Linked DNA regions of Mus musculus: region 2 is linked to region 1. The links are chromatin contacts, called in public Hi-C maps. All regions are on one chromosome and are shown on one strand. The core of a region is the stretch at or near the end of the contact, and the rest is flanking DNA. Distances in the headings are between cores, read along the strand shown.

The links. A called contact is a pair of places that touch in the nucleus more often than the background predicts.
Region 2: a contact with region 1 is called in a Hi-C map of cerebellum, with 1.7 times the contacts expected there. The contact joins the enhancer-like site here to the promoter of Tst in region 1. A contact is called at or near these places in 1 of 484 Hi-C or Micro-C datasets (cerebellum), 2 of 115 datasets of contacts at active chromatin or transcription factors (large pre-B cells and pancreatic cancer cells) and 1 of 9 other capture datasets (adipose tissue).

What each region holds. Positions count from the first base shown.
Region 1 is chr15:78,403,067-78,407,373 of GRCm38.p6, reverse strand. It overlaps Tst (thiosulfate sulfurtransferase, mitochondrial), which reads left to right and starts at 1,509. Exons shown (of 2, transcript NM_009437.5): 1 at 1,509-2,135. The coding sequence starts at 1,541. Mpst (mercaptopyruvate sulfurtransferase) reads right to left here and starts at 662. Exons shown (of 3, transcript NM_001162493.1): 1 at 630-662.
Region 2 is chr15:78,080,646-78,084,551 of GRCm38.p6, reverse strand. The region is part of intron 1 of Cacng2 (calcium channel, voltage-dependent, gamma subunit 2); the gene reads left to right. Among named protein-coding and RNA genes, the nearest start is that of A730060N03Rik, 36 kb to the left of the region's middle. Within about 2 kb of position 1,456, at least 10 of the 459 cell types and tissues checked have an H3K27ac peak or open chromatin away from gene starts, as enhancers often do. A contact at or near this core is called in cerebellum, where this site is marked.

The sequences.
Region 1 (4,307 bases), core at 260-2,759:
TTCAAGGATGGACAGGTAAACCGAGGCAGCTCCCACCACTTTGGGCTTCAGGTGAGAAATTAGTCCCTTTTCCACTACGTGCCTTGGCACCTCCTGGCTCTACCTGTTTCTCCTGTTGGGAGTTCAGCTCAATCCGGCAGGGTCGTGAAGGCACTCGGCAAGGCGGGCTTCATAAATGCTAGTTTTATTTTTATTCCGTTCTGTTACTTTCTCCTCTTGGGGCATGCTAGATCTCCTCACCACAGCTCCTCTGAATTGCTTTGTTTATTCTCTTGCTCCCCCCCCCCAACTTTCTCAGGAGGCATCAGGTCTTTCCAAACCCCATCCACTCACTGCTACCCACCTGTCTCTTATCCCACACCAACCCACAGACGGCCACAAGCAGCCACGGACAGTCTTCCTAAGGCAAATTAGAGGCGCCCTGGAAACTCTTCTCTCATAGACTGCATCCCCTCCTCCACTCCCGCGTGATACCACGCTATGCACCCCCGGAGAAGCACCCTCTCTCACAGAAAAGCAAGTAGGACGCGTTGGGTAGCAGATACCAGGGATTTGCGCTCCCCGTTTCCCAGCTCCGCCATGTCACCCCCTCCCCACGCCCTCAGAGGTTCCCTCCTTCCGCCACCAACCTGCGGCCAGCCAAAGGGAGGAGACTTGGGCACAGCCCACTGTTTGGGCCACTCCGAGACGTTGCACCTTCCATTTCCCGTACTGCGGGGGACGCAGGCGCCATGAAGCCGGGTTGCGCGCTGCCCCAGTGTCACCTCGAGCTTCAAATAGCCCCCTTTATGTATGAGAAGTATTATACGAGGAGGGGCAAACAAGACTCCCGTGCGAAGACGCAGAAGCTGTTCGGAATCCCGACTGTCTACGAGAGAGGTTTCTCTCCTCACCCCCATGGGAGGCGGTACAATGGTGCGGGCCACTTGAGAACCCTCCCGGCTCCTGGTTTGAACCCTCCAGCTTCTTCGGAGCGCAAGGGCGAGTGCCAGCCCAGCTACTTTTGCGACTGAGTGCAGCGAGCCGCCCAGGATGGAGCCGCTAGCTGGGTCCTGGCGAAAGCAGGGCAGAGTGCCTGGAGCCCTTTCACCGGAATTGGACATTCTAGAAGCCAGAGAACTCTGGCTGCAAGAAACGAAAGCAGAAGGGTAATCAGTGCGCCCGGAGAGGCGACTGGAAGGCCATCTCTGACTTGTGTTTGTTTTTCCCATTCTTGAAGACAGAGTCCTGAGCCAGCCCCTCCCACCAATTTGCTGCTATAGTAATGCACCGAAGCTCTTAGCCACGCCCACCTGCCCTCCTAGGCACCAGAAAGGGAGGGCGCCGGGGAAGTGGGAGGGGTGGAGCAGGCTTTCCCTAGGGAATGTGCCAACCTCTCCCACTGTGAGTCTGGCTCTGAGTGTAGTTACGATTGCACGCTGGGAAAATGTAGTGGGAGCAACAGCCCCGCCCCCTGGGCTCCGCCCACCGCACTCAGCCCTCTCAGGCCTGTCTCTTTCCTGGTTCCCAACCGCGCCAGGTGACTCGCAGAACTGACACTATGGTACATCAGGTGCTCTACCGGGCGCTGGTATCCACCAAGTGGCTGGCGGAATCCATTCGGTCTGGCCGCCTGGGGCCCAGCCTTCGGGTGCTGGACGCGTCTTGGTACTCACCCGGGACCCGCCAGGCACGCAAAGAGTACCAGGAGCGACACGTGCCTGGCGCGTCCTTCTTTGATATAGAGGAATGCCGGGACACGACTTCGCCTTATGAGATGATGCTGCCCAGTGAGGCCCACTTTGGGGACTATGTGGGCAACCTGGGCATAAGCAACGACACACATGTGGTGGTATACGATGGAGATGACCTGGGCAGCTTCTATGCACCCAGAGTCTGGTGGATGTTTCGTGTGTTTGGCCACCGCACAGTGTCAGTGCTCAATGGTGGCTTCCGGAACTGGCTGAAGGAGGGCCACCCGGTGACATCTGAGCCCTCGAGGCCAGAGCCAGCCGTTTTCAAAGCCACACTGAATCTCTCCCTGCTCAAGACCTATGAGCAGGTCCTAGAGAATCTCCAGTCTAAAAGGTTCCAGCTGGTGGACTCTCGGGCCCAAGGACGGTACCTGGGCACACAACCGGAGCCGGATATAGTAGGTAGGTGTTCCAGTGGCCCTTGGGAGGATTGCACAACAAAAGGATGGGGAATCAAAAAACCCCTGGATCCCTCAGGCCCTCTAGGTAGACTTGTCTTTCCATCTGTAAAATGGGAGGGTACGGCCAACCTTGAAGTCTTTTATAGCGCTCATACATGGGGGCCCTGTGTGCCATAGCCGGGTGCTAACAAGCTGCCCCTATTAGGTGACTGGGGTCCTGTCCATCCATGGTCCACTTCCAGGCACCAGCGCTCCCACATGCAGTAGATGTACGAAAAGGTGTTCTCTCCACAAGCAGTCATTTGTATGGCTGCACAGAGGTCTACAAATCTCTTCCCACTCTCTCCATCCCAGAAGCCCTTTCAAATATCAACAAGGCCCTTCTGAGCTCTTCTGGGACCCTGGCTAGTGTCTGTGAAAGGCACCTCAGTTCATAACCTCAGCAAGTGGCTGCGACCTGTCTGTTACAGCAGCTATCAGCCAGGGAAATGGACGGGATGAAATACCTGACTTAGATGAAGCACTGGGGGATTGTTACTTGGTCAGTTAAGTGGTAGAATCTGGATTTGAACCTGGTATCATTTTGTTTTAACCCAGGGTTCGAAATCCAGATATAAATCCATTCAGTCCCACCACCATTTCCTAGGGTTCAGGGGCTCCTCCTGTGCTAGGTATTCCTGGAAAGATGGCCCCTTGGGTCCCCTTTGGTATGTGTGAGAAAGCCTGAAGAAGTCTGTATAGTTTAGGAGTCAGGAAAAAATAAACTCAGGAGATGAAATGCTGCTTTCTAGAGGCGCCTGACCAGAGGCAACCCCAAGTTTTGGCCCACCTCACCTCTCTCTCTCTCTCTCTCTCTCTCTCTCTCTCTCTCTCTCTCTCTCTCTCTGCCTCCCTCATCAGTAAGACTTAACTCCAGGATACATTTTGCCTAACTTGTTTCAAAATGTTGCCTAAAAAGTTTCAAAACTTGCCTACAAAGTTTCAAAAACTTGTCTCTTCCTTTCTGCCAGCTGATGTCAGCAACCCTGTTTTTACAGTCTTAGTACTAAATTCTCATCCCACTGGACAGAGGGGGCCTTGGCACACAGGCAGCAGTAGATCAAGGCCACACATGGAGTTGGCAGAGGCTGGCATTGCTCCAGTCTCACTCTCTCCAGGCCTTTGATTTCTCCCGCCTGCTTGGCTCTGGGAAGGTCAGAGGAGAAAGATGCATGCTTGTTAGGCACTTTCCAGAGACTCTGAACCTGGGATGCCTCCTGGTCTTGACTCAAAACCCCATTTTCTTCTTGGAACTGAAACTGGAGGAAGGGAGAGTGGAGCTGGCCATTGGGCTTTCCTGGCTGCAAACCAAGAAATGAGTGATAATGGGGCCCAGACATAGCGTCCTATCATTTTACAGACGAGGAAAGTCGGGGCTTGTAGAGGGGACACAGGCTGCCTGAGTTCTAAGGTCCCTCTCTTCTCTCTGACTCTTCCTACCTTTTCTGATTGCCCTGAAGTGCCAGGGAGACTGGGTTCTCATTCCAGCTCAGCCACTTTTATGTGGAGGGTTCAGCCCAACTGCTTGACCTTGCATTTCCTGGTTGTTGATAAACAAGCAGAGGTCCCCAGCCCTGTCACAGTACATGGCTTTTGTTTCAGGGGCTCTTTGGAGGGGACGGCACTGGGCAAAGTCCAGGGGCCATCTAGACAGGCAGGGAGGGGCTACTTGACCCATTCTGTGAGAGGATTTGCTGGACACAAATGCACACCACCAAGGTCATGGTCTGCTCTGTGGGATGGGTTCGGGGAGGTTCCTCCGGGTTCAGCAGTCCAGATACAAAGCATGGGATGTGGGGGGTGGGGAGGCCTTGACTGGGTGTTCCTGAAGGTACTGAGAGTGGCAGAAATGAAAAGCAGGTCTTCAGAGACCCAGTGGCAACTTCCTGCCCTGGGGGGTGGGAGTGGGAGTAGGGGGGAGGGGCAGTTGCCTGCCCCTCAGGCCTTCATGCGCCTTCCAGAGTCCTGAGTAAGCATGCAGAATAAAAAAAAGAATATTCAGATGCAGCTGTGTGTCACACAGGCAGGAACACTAGCAAACAAAGACAGATGTAAGTCAGGCCCCCAGAGTCTGGGCAACCAGAGTAAGTAGGAAGGATCACAGAGAAGAGAGGCATCTTAGAATTCAGGGATC
Region 2 (3,906 bases), core at 207-2,706, 320 kb after region 1:
CCTTTGTTCATCTCTGAATTGAGAAGAGTGTGTGTGTGTGTGTGTGTGTGTGTGTGTGTGTGTGTGTGTGTGTGTGTTTATGTGCATATGTGTATATTATGTATGCATGCATGTGTGCATGTATATATGTGTGTGTATGCACATGTGTGTGGTATGTATATACACATATGCATGTGCATGTTTGTGTGCATGTGTGTGCTTATATTTACATGTGTAACTATGTGTGTGCATTCACATATATGTGTACATGTGAGAATATATATATGCATGTGTGTGCATGTGTGCATATGTGCATTTGTATGTATATATGAATGTGAATGTATACATACACTTGTACTTGTATAAACACATGTACATATGTGTATACACATTTACATGCACATATACACACTTACATGCACACACATACATATATACATTCTCACATGCACACATATATGTGAATGCACACACTTAGGGATACATATATATGTGTGTGCATATGAGAGCATTATGTATGTGTATGTGTGAATGTGTATAGATGAGTATGGGTATGGGTACATGTATTGTGTATGTTGTTGTGTGCGTGTATGTGTGTGCTTATATGTGCATATGTGAGTGCACAAGTGTATGCTTACTAGTGGAATTTTAAAAGGGCATAGCATGAGAAGACCTACAGTGATGACAAGCTAGCATATGACAGCGGGGGAGTATGTGTCTAACAGGCTCAAGGCTCTGGGTTCGGTCCTCGGCACTAGGAAACACACTGCAGTAAGAACAGAAGCTCTCATTTGTTAAACATACCAGCTACCGTGTGATCTCTGTGTGCACTGGCTCCTCAGTGACAATCCTATGAGTCTCAGGTGGCTCGGTTCCTTACTCAGAGATGAGGCCATGGGCATGCAGGACAATTAAGCAACCTACACAGGACACAGGGCACACAAGTGGGCTGAGCACGCATCAAACCTAGGCAGAGTCCGAATGCTAACCATGGGGCTCTGCTGTGCTAGAACACTCCTTTTGGCTGCATGGGAGGGTAGATATTGGGGTGGGGGAGCAGAGGGCTTGGGACGAAGTAAGGAGATGCAGGAAGTGACCATGTGACCATCCACATGCCCCTGCCACATGCCAGCCCCACCTCCCTTCCTTTAGGAACCTTTCCCATGAGCCTCTCCATGCCCTGATATCCTCCTACACGGATCTTCTTCCCTACCAGCGCCCGGATGCTCACCTGACCTTCTGAAGGTTCTGACTCCCAGGGCTCCCGCCTCTCTCATCAGAGCTAAGTGTCGATCAGAAACTCTGTTCCCAGTCCATTCTCTCTACACTTCAGCTTTCAAGCATGTGCCCCCCAACACTGAAATTTCTGCCTTGACATTTTCCTTTCTTGCTCTGTAAACATTAGGAGCGGGTGCGATAAGAGACGGCCCCCTTTATTCTACTCCAGTCTAGCAAACATAATCGAATTAGGCGAGGCCTTTAGTGAGCACACCCCAGCTGCTTCCTCCTTCCTCCTCTGCCAGCCTGCCCAACTCAGGTCTGTCAGGAGGCTTCAGAGAGAGTCAAAAAGCCAGCCTGGAACAGAAGTTAAATCCTGGTCAGTCCGCAGCCCAGTGGGAGGCCTGGATGGGCTGATCTCTCTGAAGCTGTGTGATCTGTGCCAGGGAGGGAGAGGGCGTGCCACATCTACATCACCAGAAATAACATTGCATTTTCATGTGGCTTTGGTGACATTAACCCTGTCCAGGGTCTGGCACCCAGAGAGGCACCAAGTAGGAGATCAATAAATACTTTTCAATGAATGAATGAATGGATCAATGAATGTTTTGGTGGATGAATGAATGCACACATCTCTTGGCCTCTTATGTGTGTGTGACCCTGACCTACCTTGGCCCCTCCTTCCTTACTCTCCCTGTCACCCTGGCAGCTTTGGTGTGTGAGGCCCTTGGAATAACATCAAGTTCCAGATTTTTTTTTCTGCTCTCAAGCAAAGTTTAATATGAAGATGGGCAAGTTTAGGAAGCTTTTAGCTAGGTAAGGCGGAAGAGAGCTGAAATACCCAGGAACAAATGAGCAAGGGAGCTGCCATTCCTTAATGAACTCAGGTGTGGCCCCATAGGCGGAATGTCTGCTTGTGCCTGCCACTCACAGCCCAGTTCCTTCTGAACCTCTTCAGGGCACTGGTGCCCTTGGTTAGAAGCCAGGCCATGTGACCGGGCCCTGTGTCCTGAATTCCCCTGCCTTCCAGCCCCCTACAGATGGGAGCCAGCTTAGGACTACCTTGTTCTTGCCCAGGACACAGCAGGTCCCCATGACGCGGCCCTGCTCAACTCTGAACAGTACCAGGCAGTCATCTGAAGCACCCGGGGATGCTGAGAACGGGGAGCCATTCGAGCTCTTTGGAAGTCTGCTTCCCACAGCTTGCGGGAGAGGCCCCCTCGAGACACATTAATAAAGATTAAAGGTCTCTCTCGTCCCTGTGATCTTCGCCGTGTCAAAGGGAAAGAGTCGCTTTGCTCTCCTTCTCTCTGCCGTTTATTAATATTACAGAGTTTGCTCCAGAAAGGAAAACGCTTCAGGTGCCTGGAGAAGACGCGGCCTTTGGAGCCCATCGCACTTCCGCGTCCTCTTATCAGCTCGTTCCCAGCTCCTGCACAGCACTTACCGGAAATGCACCGCCCCAGAGTCTGAGGGGGCAGAGGTGGCTCTTTCCCCGAAGTACCCCTTGGCATGTACCAAAGGCCATTCAGCTTAGGAGATCTGGCATCATCTTGGTTCGCAGAGCAGTGTGGTCTAATTGTCAGGTTGGTCGGGGGAAAGGCACCTGCCTATCCACACTGCGTCCACCGAGCACGCTGCCCATGGCAAATGCTGGCACCTGACAGGATGGGTAGGACTCCCATCTCACAGGGCTTTTTTGCTCCTAGTGAAGCAAGGGGATAGAATCCTGGAGACAGGAACCTGTGGTCTCTGTGTGTTCCAGCTTTTTCTTTTTCCCTTTCAATGGTAATTGTTTTTAGCAATGCATTACGGAGCCTCAGGATCAGCTCAGCCACTCTCGTTCGCCTCCCTAGATGGCACAGAGCCCTGGGGACACAGAGCTAAGTACATCAAGGTCCAGTAAAACAGAAATGCATAACTGGTGCCCTAGGGAGAACAGAAAGCTTAGGACTTATCTGGGTTTGAATTCAAGCTCTCTAGGCATGGGGATTGTCTGCGAAGGACTCATCCCAGTGCCCAAAACACAGACACACAATCATTTTCTACACGCTGCTGACTGGGGTAAGTGCCAGGCACTGGGGTCCCAGACCTGAGGGTGCCCACCTCTGGTACCCAGGAGAGAGGGCATCCTGAAGGAGGAAGAGATAATCATCCCGGCACATTTAGAGAATGATCTGAGTGTGTGAGGTATGAGCCAGGGAAGAGAACAAGAGTTGGGGACAGGGAGTGACTGATGAGAGAATGGGTATATGAATGAGGCCCAGCCTCACCAATAACTCCATTATTCCCATTCTCCAGATGAAGAAATGGAGGCTTAGACAAGTTGAGCATCTTGCCAAGATCCCAAAGGATCAGGGTAGAAACTCGGCTTGTATTCAGTGTGTGCCGAGGCTCATCAGGCTGCCTGACCTTCAGCCTCACTGCCTGACCGTCAGCCTCAGGGAAGGCAGGACCATGTGGCAGGGCCAGGTCCCCTTACAGCCTTGGGACTGTTATCCTCAGGTGTCTCTTTCATGTGCTGACCACTACATAGAGCCAACTATGAATCTCTGCCTTCTACCTGGGATGCCATCGTCGGTGACATAGCATGCCTATGATCAGGCACGAGAGAGGAAGAGGGATGCCCTCCACAACATTTGTTCACGGGGATGGAGTAGTACCCTCAGGCCCTGGAAGCCCACAGTGCCTCCTCCTAAGACCTTTGAA